Regions from separate parts of the Mus musculus genome. Here region 2 is linked to region 1. The links are chromatin contacts, called in public Hi-C maps. All regions are on one chromosome and are shown on one strand. The core of a region is the stretch at or near the end of the contact, and the rest is flanking DNA. Distances in the headings are between cores, read along the strand shown.

What was found. A called contact is a pair of places that touch in the nucleus more often than the background predicts.
Region 2: a Hi-C map of embryonic fibroblasts shows a contact between it and region 1, with 2.7 times the contacts expected there. The contact joins the enhancer-like site here to the promoter of Sh3pxd2a in region 1. A contact is called at or near these places in 2 of 39 promoter capture datasets (macrophages and trophoblast stem cells), 3 of 15 datasets of contacts at CTCF or cohesin (embryonic stem cells and pro-B cells), 38 of 484 Hi-C or Micro-C datasets (the AML12 cell line, B cells, the C2C12 cell line and 22 more), 8 of 115 datasets of contacts at active chromatin or transcription factors (bone marrow-derived dendritic cells, effector CD8 T cells, embryonic fibroblasts and 5 more) and 1 of 9 other capture datasets (adipose tissue).

The regions. Positions count from the first base shown.
Region 1 is chr19:47,461,743-47,465,823 of GRCm38.p6, forward strand. Sh3pxd2a (SH3 and PX domains 2A) reads right to left here and starts at 2,669. Exons shown (of 15, transcript NM_008018.4): 1 at 2,322-2,669. The coding sequence starts at 2,393.
Region 2 is chr19:47,505,974-47,509,716 of GRCm38.p6, forward strand. Stn1 (STN1, CST complex subunit) reads right to left here. Exons shown (of 10, transcript NM_175360.3): 9 at 1,833-1,905. Among named protein-coding and RNA genes, the nearest start is that of Gm19557, 5.1 kb to the right of the region's middle. Within about 2 kb of position 1,963, at least 208 of the 459 cell types and tissues checked have an H3K27ac peak or open chromatin away from gene starts, as enhancers often do. A contact at or near this core is called in the AML12 cell line, B cells, the C2C12 cell line and 20 more, where this site is marked.

The DNA.
Region 1 (4,081 bases), core at 1,419-3,918:
AGAAACTTTCTTTGTCAGAGTCTCGCCAACAGTTAGCTAATATTTGATGAGCACTCACTATGTACCCAGAACTGGGCTAAGTCCTTCCCAGGGGTGATGTCATTTAAGTCTCTTGACAGCCCTATGAAGTACACGCTATTATTACCCTCACTTTAAAAGTGAGGAACTAGAGCCTGAGAGATGGCTCAGGGGTTATAAGCACTGGCAGCTCTTCCAGGGGACCCCGGTTCAATTCTCAGCACCCACCCAATCGTTCACACCTGTCTGTAATTCTAGCTCCAGGGAAACCTACACCCTCTCCTGGCTTTCTGCAGGTACTGCATGCAAGTGGAGCACAGACATACATGCAAGCAAAACACCTGTACACATCAAAGAATTTAATTTTGTTTTCAATACAAGGAAACTGTGCCCCAGTGGAGTTTTAAAGAATGTGTACCATGTTGCACAGAGGGTAAGCCTTTAAAGAGATCAAACAGTAGCCTGACCTGCCTTTCCATACTTCCAACAGCAGGTCTTGGTCCTGTTGGCTGCTACTTTGCTGCCAGTGTATCTTACATTGTAACCTTGGGCTTAGCTGCTCAAAGTTAAATTGGATGTTTCATGTAAAACCCAGACCTGGAAAGTCGCCTGCTAGGGTCTCAGGGCAGAGTCTGCCATCATTGAAAGCAGTACCAGCCTCAACTGAAGGCTGAAAAAAATATATAAAACAATCCTTAAGACAGCCTGCAGTGCCCCTCAAAGTTGTCAAGATGGTTGGCAGCATACATAACCCAGAGATGTACAAATGGATACCTGTCCTTAGAGCAGAGTGGCCACCTGCTGATCGAAGCCCTCCAACCACACACACTCTCTTCTCTTCTCTTCTCTTCTCTTCTCTTCTCTTCTTTCTTTCTCCCTCTCCGTCTCTCCGTCTCTCTCTCTCTCTCTCTCTCTCTCTCTCTCTCTCTCTCTCTCTCTCTCTCTCTCTCCAAACTCGCTAGTCAAGGGCTCTCCTACTTAGCTGCCTCCACAGCTCCTGGAGGAAATCTGGGATTTTTTGTTTTGTTTTTGCAACGGCTGTAGAGGCTTTCGACACTAGACTACACAATTGGAAAGGATCTCTGACTGTGTCAGGGAATGCCCCCCACAGATCCGTCTCTCCGGTCTGACCACTCTTACCTTCTTCCCAACCTGAGTCCAGCCCCACTAGTCAACTGCAGAGAACTCTGCCTTCAAGTCTGCTGTGATCCTGACAGAAAGAGTAGCCTCCGGCTGGTATTACACCACCAGCCCCAGCCTCCTTCCAACAGTGAAATAGAAGGCACTTTGGAGACTAATGTGCAATCTAGGGCAGCCACCAACAGCCCGTTTTAATTGTTAAAATTAATGCTTTGAGCATTCTAAATACGCCTTTAAATGCCTAATTTGCAAATAAGAGGCTGCCCTTACTGTCTCCATGTTTTCTGTGTTTTGGGTTCTTTACTGTGAGTCTCTTCTATCTCCAGGAGCAGAGCTCGGCAAGTCATCCTAAAGCAACAAGGACACAATGTTTACTTCCAAAGGTGTAAAGGACTGGGAGACAGGACCGGCTGAGATGAAAGAGTACTGTCACACACTCTGAAGCCCAGCTGGTCAACCTTAGCCTCTTCTCATTAAGTTTGGGTAAAGAAGGGGGAGGGGCGGCGGGCCAGTCAACCGTGCCTCGGAGACCACAGACCACATTTGCCTACTCGTGTCTGGAGTCAGAGCATCACTTACACGAGGAAATGACCCCAGCGAAGGGTCACGTCCAGAGGAGGGATAAAAGGAAAAGCCACAATTCTCCTCACACCGCGGAACACAATGGTTTTAAGAAGGAAATCAAAGCTTGAAACGAAGAGTGGAGGGGGCAGGGGGCAAAGCGCTTCCTCTGTCCCCAGCCGGTGCAGGCAGAACAGCAAACGTGGAAAGCAGAAAGAGAAGTGTGGGTCTCCGGTCAAAGCAACGGAAAGCATTCCGGGCCGAATGAGCGTGAGTGCCCGGCTCCCCTAGGGAGCGCGGCAAAGATGCTCCTTCCCAAAGGAACTAAATGCTCTGCAAGGGGCTGACGAAAGCTTCCCCCACCAACCATCCTAGCAGCGGGCGGACACATGACTTCACCGTTGTAACAGACAAGGGCAGCCACTTGCCAATTGCAATGCCAAAAAAAGAAACCCGGGACAGGGGAGTGGAAGAAGGGCAGAAAAGGCTTCCCTAGAGATCACAGCCCTGCGAACAAACTCTGGAGTCAAAGGCTGCCCCTGGGGGCGTGAATCTCCGGGACTGGCCAGCCCCCCGCCGGGGTCGGTGGAAGCAGTACTCACATAGTGTTTAGAGGGGCTCCTCCGCTTCTCCACGTCCACCACGGTGGCATCTTGCACGCAGTAGGCGAGCATCGTCCCCACAAAGCGAGTGGCGCCCCCCGGCGGCGTCACCTTCTCATCCCGGCCGGGTTCCGGCTCCTTCTCCGGTTGCCCCGGTTCCTGCAGTTACACGCCACCCCTGCCCCACGCGCTACTCGCCGCCGAGGCTCCGGGCGCCTACAGCTGAGGCTCCGGGGCAGGCGACTGTCCCGGAGGGCACGAGGGCTCCGTGCGTCCCAGGCTGCTCCCGTGGGCCTGCCGCGCGCCCCTTCCCTCCCGCGCCGCCGCGCTCCGCTCGCCTGCCCGCTCTCTCTGCCGCTCGGTGGGGCCGGCGGGAACTGGCGGCGCAGAGGAGGGCTGGGGGTGTGTCCCGCCAGCGAGGGCACGGGGCGGGGGCCGGGCCTGCTGTCAGCGCGCCGGGGAGGGGCCGGCGGCGCCCCTGGGCCGCGCTCGGGCTCCTGGGGGCTCGGCGCTGGCCGGCGCTGTGGGCGCAGGAGGCGGAGGCAGGGCGAGCAGGGAAGGGAGGGGAGGGGAAGGGAGGGGAGCGCGGCGAGGGGAAGCGCGGGGAGGGGCTCCGGGCCGGGGGAGGGGCTCGGACGGACGGCGAGGGGCTCAGCCCTGCGAGGCCTGGAAGGGCTACTCTACCCAGTCCCCAAACTCAGGGTAGCTTTGGAGAAAGGAGGCTCAGCGAAAGTGAGCCCAGCGCGCCCCCATCCTGGCTTTCGGTCTCCCAGAGGATCTGTGACCACCTTTCTGTCCCTTGTACCACTGCCATCTCCCCAGATCTCTTTAAGGAAAAGTAGTTTATTACAGCCTGTTACTGCCTACAGCTCCCTCCAAGAGAAGACCCGGACGGGAGAAGAGAGCAGCATTAAATCTTTCAAGCCAGCCTTCTTTTGATGAACCACCTGCCCCCCTGCAGGTCACCACGGGTGAATTCTCCCCGGAAATGGGATCTATTGATCTGCTGCTGCCTCCATCATCGATCAGTGCCTGTGTAACTAACCTGCGACAACATTTCCCAATGACAAGGTTACAGACACCACTTTAGCCTTAAGTCCGGGCTCCCCCGGGACTCTCCCAGGGCTGGCAACCGGCGGAGGAGCACACAATGGTGGGAAAAATCCACTGGGTTGGGAACCAGATCGTCTTTAGCTCCAGGCTCAGGCTTCCTCGCCATCACTCCTTCTAGTCTGGAAAGCTGACTTTCCAAGTCGCTTGCCCATCTCTGGTCTTGGAGCTCAACTTTACTTTAATTCAACTTAACACACACACACCGATTTCATCTTTTTTTTCCTGTTCTACTTTCAAATATTTAACGGAGTAGGTGTTTTCAAAACGAATCCAATTGTTTCACAATACAGTAATGTTTTGTGTTTTGTGCTTGCGTCTAGTGGAAAGCATCCGAAATGTGGGCAAAGGATTTAGTGACTTTTTTCCCCCTTGTCAGAAGCCCTGGGCCACTCTGAGACTTCTGCATTTTCTTCAGGAAGAGCACTGGCGGAGGGGGCTGGAGAAAAGACAGCTCTGAGTCCAGTTCCCCAATGATTCACAACCACCCATAACTCACGGGATCAGACGCCCTCTTCTGACCTCTTTGGGCACCCAGCGTGGTGCACATACATACACGCAGGCAAAACACTTATACACATAAAAGTTTAAAGAGTGCCGGTGAGCACACATGACTACCAGAGTTTAGATTCCTCAGTACTAAGGTAAAA
Region 2 (3,743 bases), core at 713-3,212, 44 kb after region 1:
GCACAGGAGAACAGCTGGAGCACCTTGGCTGCCAGCCTTCCTCCATGCTCAGTGACAAGTCTGTCTTAAAAGAATAGGACAGGGGAAGAACTGAAGGAGCTGAAGGGGGTGGCAACCCCACAAGAAGAACAACAGTGTCAACTAACTGTATCTGGGACCCCTGGGGATTCCCAGAGACTAAACCACCAACCAGTGAGCATATATGAGCATACATGGCCTGGTCCATGGCCCCTGGCCTCAATGGGAGAGGATGTGTACAGGTAGAGACTGGGTGCCCCAGGGAAGGAGGGTTGCGGGGGGGAAAGGTAAGGTAGGGGGAGTGAGAGGGTGAGATGGGGAGCACTCGCTCAGAGGCAGGGGTGGGGTGGGGGGTGGGGGTGAAGAACTCTTGGAGGAGGGACCAGGAATGAGGGTAAGATTTGGAATATAAATAAATAAAGCAGTTTTTAGAAAGAGAGAGAGACAGAGACAGAGAGAGAAGGGCAGAAAGGGATAGAGGACATCTAAAGTCTTCCTTTCATTTCCATGCACATACACCAGGTACATATAACACACACACACATACACACACATACACACACACACATACCACACACACATACACACACACACACATACATACATACACATACACATACACACAGGAAGGGGGAGGGAAAAAGAAAGGTGAAATAGAGGGGTATGGGCAGGGGGAGAAAGAAAGCACATCTCATTGTGTTAACCCTGGCTGACCTCCTGCCTCGGCCTTCCCAGGGCTGGGGTTACAGGTCCATGCGACCATGCCTGCCTGTGCTGCTCCATCCCTGCTACGAATGAGCCAAACAGCATCCATTACTACCGTAACAGGACTGCTTTGGGGCTCGCTCTTTCCTTCCCTTTCCCTCCCTCCCTTCCTTCCTCCGTTCCTTCCTTCCTTCCTTCCTTCCTTCCTTCCTTTCTTTCTTTCTTGTCTGATTGTGGCACCCTATTGGTTCTGATCTCACTGGGTCCTAAACCACAGGGTAGATGACCTGGCCTCCCTCTACCTGTCTGTAGACCCAGCCTTTCCTTCTGGGTCTGAAAGGAGTGAAAGACTTCTCCAGAGAGAATAAAAATAGGAAGGGGACCCAGGGCTAACAACCCTTTCTGCTCCTAGGATCATGGTGACATAAGTATTTGTCATTGGCATATGTTTGCAAAAGCCAGGCTCTGGACGGTCACCTTGAAGACTCACAAGTTCATACAGACTCATGATAAGACGGATGCTTTCTTTGTAATTAGGGTGAATTGATATGCGAGTTATCAGACTAGATGTAGTTTGAGTGTCCAGCCACTAGGGGCCGACCTAACTCCACAAACCGGCACTATTTTTCTAAGCCATTTCATTTATAACTCAAGGGTTTCTTGAGATGACTGGATTTCGTTATTCATGAACTGTAATGTCTAAGAGCCGTCCTGCCTGAAACTGAAAAGCCTTGATGTTTGAGAAGAGAGTGAATGTTGACATTACATTCAGAGGCAGTGGTAAACATGGGCGACAAACCAGGGACCAGAAGCAGCGAGCGCATCTCAGAGCCGAGCGTGGTGGTTCACTTCAGTGTGCCCGAATCTCAGGGAGAGCTTGGTGGTTGGCCTCCAGCTTATCCCTACAGGACCGGACACCCCAGGGCTGTTTAAAGGAGCCCCACATGCTGACTCCTCTGCCCAGGCAACACGACATAGAGGAGAGGACAATGAGTCTCGGAGGACAGAAGCCCTGGCTGTCTCCCTCCTGAGTCAGGACAGAGCATCCTGATTCTGTCTAGGAGGGAAGGAACCCTGGGCGCACCGGCTCACCATCACAAAACACTTACGGTTTGGTTTCTGACAGTCTTCCTTAATGATGTGGTAGATCTTCTGCTGCAGGTCTTTGTCTTTGGTGGTTACCTAAAAGGAGAATCCAGAGAGGAAACGTGGTTTGAGAACACAGCAGTGTGTCACTCAGAACTCAAGACCAGCCTTCGAGGCGGTTCTACAAATCCCATAGCAACGACAAGCCTCCCCCATACGCCCTCCCTCAGTGATTCTGATGCGTGGTGGCCGCTGCAGCTCCGCTCTGCCCCTAAGGACACAGCTCTCTCAGGAGCTGGTTTGTTGGGGCCAGAAGGGAAAGCATAACTGGAACCCTGTGCCTTGAAGGGGCAACTGCCCTTTTCTACACTGTGGCCACTCAGACAGACACTCCTCTTCCTTGCCCAGTGTTTTTGAAGGAGCTCCCGCAGGTTCAAAGTTTCCTCCCTGTCCCAGCCTTCTTCCTCTCGGTCCCCTTCTTGTCTTATATTTCTTTAGTTCCTCTTCTTCTAAGCACAAGGAAGAATTAAAGAAGAAATGGGCATGGGGAAGCCAGCAAGCTAGAGAATCCAGCTTATCTACAGAAACGCTCTCTGCTCTTGTAGGCACACCCACAACCATGTTTCTCAACTAGCAGCAGGCTTCACCCTCAGCTACAGGCAGTAAATTTAATAACACTAGAGAAGAGAGAGGGGAGAAGAGGGAAGGGAAGAGGGAAGAGAGGCAGAGAGGGGGGGAGGGAGAGGAAGCAAAAGAAAAAGAAGGTGAGGGAGGGAGGGAGGAAGAGAAGAAAGGGGAAGAGGGAAGGAAGGAAGGAGTGTGTAAAAGGAGAGAAGAAAGAGGAAGGAGGAAGAGCCAAGTCTAAGCATGGGAACACAGCTGAAGAACTGGGTACAGGAAACAGCCATGGCCGCCCGTGAGACCTGATGACTTCGGACTCACAAGATTAGTGTGAAGGTCAACCATGGGTGCAAACAGAGCTCTGGGCTCTGCTGTAACTATGTCCCCAGCAGGGCTTCAGGAGAAAGGAAAGCCACAAATCAGGGATGAGTGGAAGGGAGGGGTCAGCCACAGAAGGGGCCGTGGGATCTATTCCTGTTTGACTACCCCTTCCAGCTCAGGGTGATTCATTCACAAGAGGAAGTGCCCAACCCTGCCACACCTCGCCCTGGGCAGCTGCAGTTGCCCTGGCTGCTTCCCAGGGAGGGTTGCTCTCTACAGACAGACCCTCACAGAAGCCAACCCAGAACAGAAGGAGGCACAAATCTCTAAGAGGGCTCCAGCTGAACTTAGTGTGACAATGGCCGCCATGTCCTGCTTGGCCCCTCCCATCCCGGGATGAGTGGACAGCACTGTGTTATACTGGCTTACCTCTCAACACTGTGGAAAACCCCTCCTACTTAAATAAATAAAACCTGGGCCTCTCCACAGAGGAAATGACCTGCTAAGTAGACCTCTAGCGAGTCTGCAAGCAGGCAGGCCCAGCAGCCTGTCTCCAGAGCTCTCATCTTATTCTGAAGCCACTTCTCCGCTCTGGACACGAGTGGTCCTCTCTCAGCTTACTGCCTCCAACATCAAAGGCATGCAGCAAGAGGCAGACTTCTACCTTGAAAAGATGGAGGCAAGCAAGCAGCCGTCCCGTTCCTCAGAAGGGAGGCTGGCAAGCAAGGCCTTCAGGGAGGCAGACTGGAGTTACCTGAAAGCTTTAACTAAAGTGTCCTTTGCTCCGGGCGCTCTCCTGCGTGAGCCGTCCTTGGAAATACCAACACAGATTCACACAGAGAGCCACACAGATCGAGTCAGGAAACACTATTTGTGACAGCAAAAGTCGTACAACCGTAGTGTCCGTCCGTCCGTCACAAAGGAATGGCTAGAAAGTTCTGGTAAATACTCCTGGTCAGAAAGAGTGAGGCAGACTCGCAGGTGCCGGGACA